Regions from separate parts of the Mustela erminea genome. Here region 2 is linked to region 1. Evidence: chromatin contacts called from public Hi-C data. All regions are on one chromosome and are shown on one strand. Each heading gives the region's core, a stretch centred on a gene start, on an enhancer-like site or on the middle of the called end of the contact. The rest is flanking DNA. Distances are from core to core; before and after follow the strand shown.

What was found. A called contact is a pair of places that touch in the nucleus more often than the background predicts.
Region 2: a contact with region 1 is called in a Hi-C map of spleen, with 11 times the contacts expected there. The contact joins the promoter of HBP1 here to the promoter of NAMPT in region 1. A contact is called at or near these places in 2 of 3 Hi-C or Micro-C datasets (fibroblasts and spleen).

What each region holds. Positions count from the first base shown.
Region 1 is chr11:88,396,754-88,399,453 of mMusErm1.Pri, reverse strand. It overlaps NAMPT (nicotinamide phosphoribosyltransferase), which reads left to right and starts at 1,388. Exons shown (of 11, transcript XM_032305830.1): 1 at 1,388-1,490. The coding sequence starts at 1,434. LOC116569541 (a long non-coding RNA gene) reads right to left here. Exons shown (of 2, transcript XR_004277065.1): 2 at 707-2,359.
Region 2 is chr11:89,236,680-89,239,379 of mMusErm1.Pri, reverse strand. It overlaps HBP1 (HMG box-containing protein 1), which reads right to left and starts at 1,327. Exons shown (of 11, transcript XM_032304092.1): 1 at 1,222-1,327. The coding sequence starts at 1,236.

The sequences.
Region 1 (2,700 bases), core at 139-2,638:
CCCAAGTTGCTTTTAACTGAAGAGGTAGGTCTCCGTTTTGTTGTGATGAATCTCTCAATTCACAGCGTCCCCCTTCCCATCCCACACCACCCCCCACCCCCCGATAAAGTGAGATTTTTACCAACTTTTAAAATAGTCTCTAGAGTCCCTATGCCTGTTTTCATTGATCCGCTTCCCCCCCCCCCCGCCCCCGCTACTTGTATCTTGTAAAACCTAAATCTTGGAATAAAAAATTTTTAAAAAAGGCCGCAGCAGCTACTGATCATGTGGACAAAGGAAATCTTAATTTTACGCAAAACTACAATCACGTATGAGAATTGCATAAGTGGATCGTCTACACTTCGGTGAAGTCATCCGACGTCGTATCCGTTGCTTCTTTTTTGGAGGTTACCAAATCATTTCCCAAAATTTAACAACTAAAGCAATGATGAAATCAGTTTTGCACCGTGTCACAACTTGGCCCGTTGCCGTTTACTTCTCGGCACTGTTAGATTCAATTAGGCCTCGTACTTTCATTATCTGGGAGGGCTGAATTCAACCCCCGCCTTCACGTGCAGACTGTTTTCTGCGGGAAAAAAGTCAAAACATCAAAGGATCCAAGAGCTCAGCAACACAGGCAGAGGAAATCGGAGTCGATGCAGAGCAAAGGGTCCCCTCAGACCTTCCTCATCGCTGCTCTTCGGATTTTAAAGAGAGGCTTAGGAGGACCTAGAGGGACAAGAGGGATGCAGGCAAAAGGTTCGATCCCCAATCCCAGCCGGAGACAAAGGTGAGTAACTGCGGGAGGGGGATGGGGAGACCGGCAGAGGAAGGCTTCACGGCCACCAGTCGGGTGGCGTGACTTCAGGAGGACTCAGAAAACGAGCCAGGACAGGGTAGGACAGGAAGGGGTCAGCCAGGCGGACGAACCAGCTAATCGCAGGAGGGGCGAGGCTGGGAATTCCCCCTCCCGCCGCTCTCCGTTACGCGGTGTCGGGAAATGAAATCAACGTAGGGACGCGGGTCCCACACCGGGACTGCCCGGAAGCCTCCGCTTTCCCGGAGCTGGCGTCCTGGAGAAAGAGCGCGTGCCTCACGTCCTCTCCCCCAGCCCCGCCCCCTCGCGCGCTGCGCACGCGCGGCCGCGCCCCGCCCCTCGCGTCCCCTCCGGGGTAATGGGGCGGGGGTGGGGGCGGGGAGCCGAGGTGAGGAGTCGGTCGGAGTCCCTGGGCTGAGAGCTCGAGAGCTACCGGCGCCACCACCCTCCTCCGCGTCACTGCTCCCGGGCCCGCCCTTCTGTGGCCCCTCCTCCCCACTCCTCTTCGCCCTCCTCTCCCCCGCCCCTCCGACCGAGCGGTGACTTAAGCAACGGAGCGCGGTGAAGCTCATTTTTCTCCTTCCTCGCCGCCGCGCCGGGCACCTCGCGGCGCGTGGCCCTCACACTCCCGCCCGAGATGAATGCTGCGGCAGACGCCGAGTTCAACATCCTCCTGGCCACCGACTCCTACAAGGTAGAGGTTCGGGGCGGGGGCAGGTGAAGGAGGAGAGGGCGCGTCCGGGACAAGCGCGGGGCTGTGGGGCTGGGGGCGCCGCTCTGGGGTCGTGGCGCTGCACGATCCCGAGGGAAGGAGCGGCTGGGCGGCGGCGGCGGCGGCGGCGGCGGCGGCGGCGGCGGCGGCGGGCTGAGGCAGGTGAAGCTGGCGCCGCAGTGGGGAGGAGGTGGATGGAGGAGGGATGGAGGGATGGACGGCAGGAGGCGGGGCTTTGGGGTGCGTGGTGTGGGGGGGCGCGGCGAGGGGCTGAGGCGGGCCGGAGACGGCGCCGCCCGCCCGCCGCAGGCGCGGGACGCGGGGCTCCGGGCTCCCGGCTCCCGGCTCCCGGCTCGCGGCTCGCGGCTGGAGAGGCCGTGGCGGGGTCGGGGCCAGGGAGGCTTGGGCGTCCCCGGTCGAGCGCACGCCTTCCCCGGGAGCGCGGCCTTTTGGCCTTGGGCCGGGTCGGGCAGGGCCAGCCTGGCGAAAGGTCGCCAGGAGCGGGTCAGTTAGGTAACGGCCCCTGGGGCTCGGCCGTGCAGAAAAGGAATGAGGTTTGAGAAGTGGGTTTTCCCCTAAAGGCTGAATCGAGTGCGCTCCCCCCTTGCTGGCCAGGTACGTCCCTCCCCGAGAAAGAGGTGGGCGAGGACCTAGTAGGGTGCTGCAGCAGCCAGCCACGTTCTTCTGCCTGTGGCCGGGGTGTGGAGGCCACTTATCTGCCCTCGGTAGACGGCCCACTCCGCTGGGCTCCGTTTCAAACTCCTTGGCTCCCGGTGATCACTCATACTCCTTATCCCTTGTTGTAGAGGCCGGTAGGCTGCCCTTATTCCATTAGGGCCACTACAGGATTTCTGTGAAAAGGAAAGTGAAAACGCGAGCTAAATGAATTGTAGTTTTATCCCTGGAGAACTCACAGAGAAATGACACATTTGTGTTAATAAGCTTATAGGACACTTGAGAGTATTGCTGCCGCATTAGTTTTGTTTGAAACTCACACAAATTAGTAAAGGAAAGAATGATGAGAGGAAAATCTGGTAAATGTTCTTTCCCCTAGGTTCCAAATTACATGAAGTAAACTGAACTATACTTTGCTAAGCTTTGTTGGCCAGCACACTTAAAAGATGAAATGTCAGGCCAGACACCCCACTTGAACAAAGTAAATTTTAGTATTTACTTAACATGGTGGTTTGGA
Region 2 (2,700 bases), core at 78-2,577, 840 kb before region 1:
CACTTGGTCGGGAATTGTTGGTAGGACTTCCTAGTATACACAGCTCCCTATTACCCTCCTCCCGTCTTATAGCGGCAGCCTGAGCTGAAGACTGGATGAAGTACAGCCCTGTTGTCAGTACTCCTTTTAAAAACGATTCTTCAAGACTGCTGAAGAACGAACTCTAGGTAATGAAGCACGCGCGGCCGCGAGTGAAATCCCCCAGACGCCGTGCAGCGCTTAAGGAAGGTACAAAAACCGGGCCCCCACGGTCGACTTCGCCTGGATTCTTTTTTGTTTTAATCTGCCTGCGGCAGCAGCATAGGTTGGAAGGCGGAGACTGGAAACGCCTGCCAAGCTAGGGCTCTCGGTCACAGAGGCTGCGCCTCCCGGTTCAAGCCAAGTCCATCCCCCACCCTCTTTCGCCATTCATCGCCTTCCCCTCCCCTCCCCCCATCATGTGACCGCAGCCTGGACTCCAGGCTTGTTTTTCCCCTCGGCTCAGCAGCACCGCGCAGGCGCCTCGGAGCCCATTCATTCGAAATGCGTAACAATGAGCCCCGGGGCCCAGCAGCTCCGCGAGCTTCCCAGCTCGGCCCCAGCCCCTCTCGGCTCCCAGAGGAGGCGGCGCCTCACTGGGGTCCCCCAACCCCGGCCGACAGCCCACCCGAGGCTAACCTCCGACCCTCCGCCCACACACGCGAAGTTGAAGTCAAACTTTCCTGGGCAGCCCCGGCGCCGCGTCGGCCCCTTCCCCCCGCCCAGGCCCGCCCCATCTCCGCACCCGGCCCCGCCACCCACCGCGCAACCCGGCCCGGAGGGCCGACCTCGCCGACTCCTCCCAGCCCCCGCCCCCGAGACCCCCTCGGGCCCGGCCGCCGCGAAGCCTAGGTGAACTCGCGGGAGGCGCCGGTCCGGCGGGTTCGCCACCGGCAGTTATCGGACGGTTAACTGCTCCCACTGTGAGGGCAGCCTTTGGCGGAAGAGGAGCGCGGACCCGAGCTCGCCCGGCCGCCCGGTCCCCTCGGGATCCTGCCCCTCCCTTCCCCACCCCCACCCCTTCCCGAACTGAAAGACAACAAACCCGCCACGGAGTGCGGGCAGCCGCGACGCGGGCCGCCCTGGACGCGACAACACCACCAGCGACTGCTGTACCCTCTCTCCGACTGAGGCCGGTCTCTCCGGCGCGCCTTACTGCTCCCGCCGCTGCTCTTACTCCTCAACCGAAACTTTCCTACTTACCAAACCCGTCGCCATTACCAAGTCTTTCAAGCTTCGTCTTCCCCCTCCCCTCAACCCCCCGGGGGTTGAGCCTCCTCTCAGCTCTTTCGCCTTCTTATTGGCCTATGGAAGTGTCATTCGATCTTGCCCCTTTCCCATTGGGTGAGCGCGTCGTCCGTCTCGGGAGGCGGGCTTGTATTGACTTTTGTGTTGTGTTTACTGGAGAAGGTGGTCTGTCAATCACAAGAGTGAGCGCTTCGGATTGGATTGCTGCCGAGACTCCGGGGACCAAAGCCAAACTTTGCCCCCGAAATGGCTTGTGGGTTCGTAGTCTCAGCCTTGCTCTGTTCTGGGAAACTGTAGGCAAGAGAAACCGGTTGGACTACATATCCCAGAGGTGCGTGCAGAGCGCTGTCTTGATAGTAAACAAGAGTCATAGGGACACGTGTATCAGCTCGTTTGTTTTGGTGTCTGGGACAAAAGGGAGGGGGCGGAGGAAGGGAGTGTTTTAAAGCTTTGGCCTCTTCTCTTCCTCTGGGCCTCTCTGAGCGCTCGGAGAGCCCCAGTCTCTCGCAGCACCCATTTCGGGCCATAAACAGCCAGAGTCGCTTGCTGTTCGAAGTTTGGCAGGAGGCCAAGGTATTGTTTTAGTGCGAGGGGAAGGAGATGACTGCAGAAGCGGAAGCTGTGCAGCCTCGCGAGGGACCCAGTCACCCACAAATCACAGCCCCGGGCATTATGGGGTAATAAAGGTGGTGTGGCGCTCCAGTGGGAAGAACTAGAATTCCTTTATCCTCAGTCTTGCCTGGCACTTCCCAGACAGCAACTTCAGAGGGCTTCTTCGATCAGTTCACGCAGGGTGTGTTGAATGCCAGCGACGTGCCAGTCACTGGGAGGCTCGGGGATGAACGCAGGAAAGTTCGGGGTCTGGTGAATTTACAAAGCTGGAAGCGGGTGGACGATTATTATTGACTTACAGAGACTGAAGCCGATCAAAGCGGTATTTTCCATATTGACCAGCGTGCTCGTTGGTTAAAGTAAATAGCAGTACAGTGTGTGACTTAAACTGAATTAGTGAATCATTATCTAAGGGTCTCTGGTGAGTTTTTGTTAACCAGTGTGTCCCCACCCCCACCCCCGACGACTTCCCATTGATGAGAGAAGAGTGTCTTTGCACTTCGTTGCCACTAGGAGCTCCTCCTTAAGTTACTAATAACTGACTCACCAGAGGAGGGTGGCTTCTTTGGCTTTATAGTTACCTTCACTTTAAACATGGCTGTCCATCACAGTCCACCGAGTCTGTAATTCATGTTCTTACCATTCACATTACAAAGGCATTATTAAGCTTTTTTTCCTTTGAACCTTTAACGTTTAATCATTAAGCTATGCTTTACGTTTTGTATCTTTAGATCACTGTTTGTATGCTTAAAATTAAGAGGAAAACCCTACGTTATTTAGAAATCAATAGTCAACTACTGAAAAGAGGCGGAAACCATAGCT